Regions from separate parts of the Mus musculus genome. Here region 1 is linked to region 2. A link is a contact called in public Hi-C data. All regions are on one chromosome and are shown on one strand. Each heading gives the region's core, a stretch centred on a gene start, on an enhancer-like site or on the middle of the called end of the contact. The rest is flanking DNA. Distances are from core to core; before and after follow the strand shown.

Region 1 (3,696 bases), core at 922-3,421, 280 kb before region 2:
TGACAAATTTCTAAAATGGCCAGCTTCTTCCTTACCCTTCTAAGTCAAGATTTAAAAAACACATGACATAACAGTTGTGCGTCAAGCAATATCATATTCTCCTTCAAACTGACCAGCCCTAAATTAGGGGAAGGAAAAAACACCACTGCCACCAAACCCAGTCCTCAAGAAGAGCCTGGATTTGTCAGCTTTCCTGAGCCCTCCACCCCCTCTATGTTGCAAAGGGACTTTTTCTCTGTATGTCTGTGTGGGTAGGTGTCCCTGCCCATCAATAAGTGCCTTTCTTCACCTGCTGACTCTATTCCTATTTGCTACCTTTGAGATTTCTCTACTGTTACTTGAGAATTCCCTGCCATTTAATTATTTATTAATAATTATAGCAAGCATTTTACTGATTAATCTACCTAGACTGTGTTAGCATCTGTGCTGATCTCTTGGACCTGGTTCAAGTCTTGTATTTCCATTCTCACAGCACCAGTCAGCCTGCCTCATAGACTTAACCATAGCTACGGCTTCACTGGAGATGTCCCTCTGTATGGGAGCCCTGGAAGCCAAGAACTGCTTCGATCTTACTTTCTTTCTTAATGGGTGGCATCCAGCAGGTACTCGATTCTTAACCGACTCACTGTTTAATAAGAGATTTTTGTGCAAATGCACACTTTTGAATTTGTTATTCCTTAAAAATGACTGTAGGTTTATTCTCTCTCTCTCTCTCTCTCTCTCTCTCTCTCTCTCATGCTCATGCTCTCTCTCTCCCACCTGGTACCCCACCCACACATATAGATAAATGTATCTGTATTATTCTGTATTCTGTCTCCCCTCTGAGTAAGAATGGGTCCTAATCAGACCTCTACCAGTATCCTGAAGGAAACAAAGCAGCTCTCGCCCTCCCAGCACTCTTCTCCCTTAGAACCACTTAATAACCCTGTGGGATCACAATAGAGTAGAATGAGAGATGTCTTTAGAAGTGACAAGATACAGGAAACCACAGCACTGTGCCTTGGGAACATAAAATAATAGAACAAATCCTTAAAGATTTCATCTTATCCTTAGAAGCACTTTACCAAAGCCATTTCAGCCTCTAACAAGTGTTGGCTCCAGTCCCACCTACCAAAGTCATGCACTGGCCTGATAAAGGACAATGGTCATGCGGTGCATTTTGTGCCATTAGGCTTAAGGAATCAGAAAGCAAATACATTTGGAGGGTGACCACAGACTACCTCAAGGCGGAGGGACCTTGCGGAATTGGCTCCATCCTGATACTCCTGGGAGAGAGGAGGCTACAGAGAATGCCATTAGTCACTGAATTGTAATTATCAGGGATAACTAGGGGGTGTGGTGTGCTGAATGGAGCTTGTTGGGACTCAAGCGACTGTTGTGTTTGAGAGTACAGACTCTCAGAAGACCAGCATATGGACCAAGCTCCACAATTGATGGGGAACATCAGAGTATCCTAGGCTCTCTTTTCCTCCTGTACCCCCACGCAAAACAGGTATGATGATGGTACTCGTCGCATGGAGCTTGTCGAAGGATTTGTAATGCACTTTGCCTAACACACAAAAATTACTCAATACAGAGTAGATTGCAAAGGCTTCTAAGAAACAAAGCCTGTATGTTTCTAAACGCCCAGACTGGCCTTTTGCCAGGTGAATACTGAAATGAAACACTAGGTAACTGTATCTTCTTTTATTAAAATCTCTTTCACAAGTTTTGTTCACTGCTCCGTTCCACTGGCCCTCACTGGGTTAACGCTCCCTTGCTCATTTCCCCGGCTTGGTACATAAGATCAGGTTGCATATGTTAAAGAATTACAGGCAAGGAACATTTTAGGTGGGTTGGATACCATGCATCAGGAGGAATTTGAGTTGAAAAGATTACTGTCTTTTGTGCCGTTGAACATTCCATCAGTTCAAGAGGAAGAAGTCTGTTTACAGGTATAGTCAGGTCTACAGGGACCAAAGCATAGCTCCTCTAAATATGTCTTTTAGGACATTCCTGAAATGATTTGCTTTGTTCGAGCCTCTTTTAAGAAACCACATGTAATTACACTCAACTATTCAGAAGGTTAAGCTTCAAACTAGCAAATGCCAAAGCGTTCTGAGTTCTCATTGCCAACTCGCCCTAATTCAGCAAGCAAGGCCTTAGCTCCTCCTCTCAAGCATGCCAGCAGAAAAGAATGTGAGCCAGTATATTCATGAATCCTGGCTCCTCTCTGCTCAAGCATTTCTTTCCAGTGCTGGGGCAGGTCTTTTGATAATCAATTCTCGTGTTATTTATAAACGTTCTTGTCTAGGAAGAAAGCCACTTGCTAATGACAAGGCACTGTGTGACTTTCTATGTCTACAGATGAGCAAGATCTGAGAGAATATTCTAAAACCTTGCTCTTAAGTCTATTGTTCCTTTAACTCACTTAAAACATGCATATGCATGCCTCCTGCATTTAGAAACCTTGCCCTTATTAATTATGGAGTAGACCCCTGTGGGATTTAATATTCTAATTATTTCACACTACAGAACCTCCCAAACATTTTCCTGCTATGCTTAAATTAATATCAGTATATTAAGATCAGACTTCACACAATTGTGTATTAGAGAGAAAGAGTACCTTTTCCTTAAGACCAGGGTTTTTTTTGGGGGGGTGTTTGGTTTTTTTGTTGTTGTTGTTTTTACTTCAGCATGGATATGCATGTGGAATATGTATGTATGTCTGCATGTTCACATGTGTATGAATGCATGTGTTTGTAAGGTGCATGTGAAAATGTGTATGCCAGTGTTTAGAGGCCAAAGTTGGCGTCTGATGTCTTCCTCAATCCCTCCCCACCTTATGTATTGATTCAAGGCCTCTCATCTGCACCCATAGCTCGCCAATTCTGTTAACCTAGCTAGTTAGCTTGCTCTGGGGAGCTTCAGTTTCCATCTTCCAGGGTTAGGATCACAGGTGGGCCTCCACACCCACCCTGGGTTTCCTTTGGTGCTGAGAATCCAAACTTTGTTCCTTATCCTTCTTACACAGTAGGTCTTTACTCACAAGACAATCCCCCATCTGTCTTTATGTGGATTCTTTTGAGTTCAGGTTCTCAGGAAACTACCACATGGATACCTATATAATGAGAACAGAAAATGAAAAAGAGGCTGGTAGGTTAAGAACTTCCTTTGTTCATCCACAACTAATTAGCAATGTCTAGCCTGATCCCTGGGCTGTTCTGGGCACCATGGAAACAAAATGTCTGCCCAATGGAGTTCACACTATTGTGTTGTATTTCAGTGTAAAATAGATGGTAGGTCATAGGGAGAAAAAAAATAATGTAGATGGAAACGAAACGGGACTGGGAATTGTGGTGCATGCCTATAATTCAAGGCCATGGCTAACAAAAGCTGGAGGAACACAAACAGGAGGCCAGGCTGAGCTATATCATGAGGTTCTGACTCTAAAACAGGAAAGGGGAATAGAGGGTTCTAAAAGCAAGGTCATGGTGCTCCTCCAATATCTGAGCAAAGATCTAAAGAATAGAATGAATGACTTGTGCAATATTTGAATTAAAAATGCCATGAACAGTCATGGAAACTCATCACAAGAGGGCCCTGCTCCAGACGTATGGAAGGAAAAGGCCAGTGTGACTGGAGACGGGAGAAAGGAGCACTGAGAGGGAAGGGCACCCAAAGCAGCATGCTCCTTCTACCACCTGGAGCTTCTAG
Region 2 (3,729 bases), core at 118-2,617:
CAGTAGTCAGCATACTGCATAGAAGGTGCACATCACTGTTGAAATGTTGATCTGTGATCTACTGACATTGACCAACAAAGTTGAACATAGAGGGTAAATGTCTAAGAACAATGCCCATGACAATATCAATGGTTGGCTAGGAAGAGCAATCACATGTGGCCTCAAAGTGAGGGGAGGCAGATATTTCCTCAGGTTTACAGGAACACAGTTTCTGCACTTGCATTTATTCCAATTGCTAACTATGTGCATAGTGTGCAAAGAATGAATACTTAACACAGCTCTCCTCTTTTCAAAAAAAATACACACACACACATACACACACACATATATATATATGTATATACATATATATATATATATATATACATATATATATATACCCACAGTGTTCTTTTAATTCTAATGACTACCTCAAAAAGAATACCTCTTTAAAAACAAAACCAGGACATGGAGCTATCTGGGTAGAGAAGATGACCTGGGAGGAAGAGGGTGAACATGATCAATATATTGTACAAGATACTTAAGTGATTAACAAAAAGTGGTTTTTAATTAATGACTAGCTCAGGGCCGTAGAGACGACTCATTAGTAAAGAGCACTGTGCTTTTCCAGAGGCCCGGGTTTGGATTCCCAGCAGCTATGTGGGGTCTCACACCTACTGCAGGTCCAGGTCCAGAGAAAATGCTGTTCCGGCTACTGCAGGCACTAGGCACACACATGGTGCACAGATACAGAAGTAGGCAAAATGCCCATACATATAACATAAAATCATAAAAATTTTTAAAGAACTTGATTTTGAAAATACATAAAGGTAGGAGTGCATATCTGAAAACCTTTTCTTGGTGTCCCAGAAAGGATGGCATATTTCTCAGAGTTAAGATCATCTATGGAAAACATCAAGTATCTAAGTATGTTACAATATTCTAACAATGCCTAAGTGAACACACACACACAGAGAGAGAGAGAGAGAGAGAGAGAGAGAGAGAGAGAGAGAGGTGACTTTCAATTCCAAAGAGACGCCTCCCTCCTCAGTCACATCCCGACAGCTCTCATTGACTAGATCTAGCGTCGAATTCACTTTGCAGTTAAGCCTGTGCAAGCGCTCTGCCCAGGACTATCTCTGGCAGCACAAACTCCTACAGCTGTCACTGAGTCACATGGAACGTCAGGCAGGAGTTTTGTTTTTTAATGATTTTATTTTGGTCTTGGGGGAGGAGGGCAGGCAAGAAAGACAGCACAAGATGAAGAAAAGCTGTCAGGAAAGTAGACACATTCCGAAAGCCAAACAAGCTGCTTCCTGGAACAGTGTCACTTTCTGCGTTGTTTATCACACGCTGAAGTAATCTGCACATTGCTAGGGAAGGTGGAACTTTCCATGCATTCCCGCCATCCTAAAAGCCAATGGCTGTCCCCTCCCACTGCTGCCTTGTTACTATGGAAACGATGATGCACAGCAGGACAAGGAATGACATCATAGGATTTAAATAGAGATAGTAACAAAGGGGCCTTCTGTAATATACACAGAAATTGCTTTCCTTTGGCAAAGTATTCTGAAATATATATATTTGCAATAGGTACAAATATTTACTTAGCTACATTATAATCGATCCTATAAGAATAGCACCTAGCAGTAAAGATGCTTTACCCAACTTTGTTCCAAATTATTTCTTTCTTTTTTTTTTTTTTTTAAAAAAACCCAAACATCTTTTTTTTTTAAAATTTATTTATTTATTTATTATATGTAAGTACACTGTAGCTGTCTTCCGACAGTCCAGAAGAGGAAGCCAGATCTCATTACGGGTGGTTGTGAGCCACCATGTGGTTGCTGGGATTTGAACTCCGGACCTTCGGAAGAGCAGTCGGGTGCTCTTACCCGCTGAGCCATCTCACCAGCCCCCAAATTATTTCTTTTTCTGTTTTCCATCTTGAAATTTATTGAATAAACAAAATGCAGCTGATACACCAGTGTGAAACTAATATAAAGATATCCATTATTCTGCATATTTACTAAAGGTGGATTTTAAAGTTAAGATAATAACTTAGAAAAAGAAATGCATAGACATTTATCGTAGAAGCTGTGGTCTACTTAAGTGAATAATGTAAGTGTCTTTAATATAAATGTTAAGATTATTTTTAAAGGGCATGAAATTGAGAGTCAGGTGCTACAAGGAGAGTTGTAAAAGCATTGTCAGGGTGGCAGGATTCCATGGATGGGAAAAAAAACAAATAAAAATTGTGAATTACATGTTAAACTGAATTAGAATTAGTTCTCTTCCTTTCAAATATTACATGATGGTTAGCTTGTCTAATATGAAAAGAGCCTAGCCTAACACTTGCCAACCTAACCTGGAAAAAAAAATCATTTCAGCTTCATCTCAGCCTAGGAAAGTTTCTAAGACTCAAACTATCAAATGCTATGGTTAGCCTGGATGGCATCTTACTGCAGACTGATGGGTGTGCCCAAGACAACTGTCTTGGCTCCCTAATCTGGAAGATAAGAAGATGCCACTCATAGCATCAGGTTTGTATGAAAACTTGACCTAATAAAAAGTCAGCCGCATGTCAGGCATTCCATAAACGCTGGCTTGCTGGCACTGAAGATTCAGCATTCCCTGGCCGTATGGAGGTGGGCGGCTACAGGGCTGAAGGGAAAGCTCCCAGCTTGGCCTTAAGTTTGCTGTGAATGAGCTGTGAAGTGGGCTATCCACACAGCAGATAAGCAAGCTGTGGCTGCTCTTGGAAAAGGACACCACCCCACCTCAGCAATCCAGGGTAAGGTGCGGGAATTGGGGTGTTCGTGGGAATTCTGGATGGGGACTGACACTGAGCACTGTCCATGTTGGCATTCCCCACAAGCCCAATTACTCTGAGCACAGAAATATCACATTCTAGTATCTGCCCTTTGGCCACGGCAATCTGGGAGCAGTTCAGACACCTTCTGCCGTCTGCCCGGGGCCAGACTGCTAACTATTTGGTGCCAGTGGTTACGCTCGATTCCATTTCTAGAAATGCAAGGCAGCTGGAAAACAATTTTTTTTCTCATAGTGGAAAAAGTCTGCACTGTTACATATCTTTTCAGCAAACTCAGGAAAACATTACGATACATATAGAAATTAACTCTAACGCAAGGTAAAGCATGCAATTTACCAAACCCCAAACGGGAAATCAAGGCCATGTTAGCACTATCATGATTTTGCCCATACTTCATGTTACCGTTTATGACTCCTGGCTTCAGGAAGCCGATCATTTGGTTGGTGCTGTTCTGCAAATTTAGCTGAAAGGAGTTTGAAACGATTTGAAGTGAGGACCAATGAAGCGGTTCAGCCAGTAAAAAGGGCTTGCTGCTCAAACCTGGCGACCTGAGTTCAATGCCCCGATCCCACAGTGGAATGTGAGAACTGAGTCCTGAAACTCATCCCCTGACCTCTACGTGCACAGTCTGCTAAGAACACCTGAACATAGGCACACAAGTACACAAGCAAGTGCACACACACACTAATATACACAAGAATAATAATAAAAATTTAGAAATATTCTGAAATCATAAAATTAAACATTACTGTAAGTTCTGTTCACTCAATATTTTAAATTATGCTGTTGGGGAGGGGAAGAGAAAATAGTTGGAGACCTGGTTCTTAGGCTTTTGTAAGTTCTACTTTTACATGGGTCCTAGGTACCCAGGGCCATAAACACCGGGAATTCATGACAAAGGTCAAGACAAGCCAGTCTTA

Evidence for each region. Hi-C and Micro-C count contacts between places; a contact is called where the count stands out from the background.
Region 1: a Hi-C map of cortical neurons shows a contact between it and region 2, with 2.0 times the contacts expected there. The contact joins two enhancer-like sites. A contact is called at or near these places in 1 of 15 datasets of contacts at CTCF or cohesin (the NIH/3T3 cell line), 1 of 484 Hi-C or Micro-C datasets (cortical neurons) and 2 of 115 datasets of contacts at active chromatin or transcription factors (the NIH/3T3 cell line and astrocytes).

Annotation. Positions count from the first base shown.
Region 1 is chr13:97,667,531-97,671,226 of GRCm38.p6, reverse strand. No RefSeq gene overlaps it. Among named protein-coding and RNA genes, the nearest start is that of Gm34087, 47 kb to the right of the region's middle. Within about 2 kb of position 2,171, at least 28 of the 459 cell types and tissues checked have an H3K27ac peak or open chromatin away from gene starts, as enhancers often do. A contact at or near this core is called in cortical neurons, where this site is marked.
Region 2 is chr13:97,388,214-97,391,942 of GRCm38.p6, reverse strand. No RefSeq gene overlaps it. Among named protein-coding and RNA genes, the nearest start is that of Gm33447, 14 kb to the right of the region's middle. Within about 2 kb of position 1,367, at least 96 of the 459 cell types and tissues checked have an H3K27ac peak or open chromatin away from gene starts, as enhancers often do. A contact at or near this core is called in cortical neurons, where this site is marked.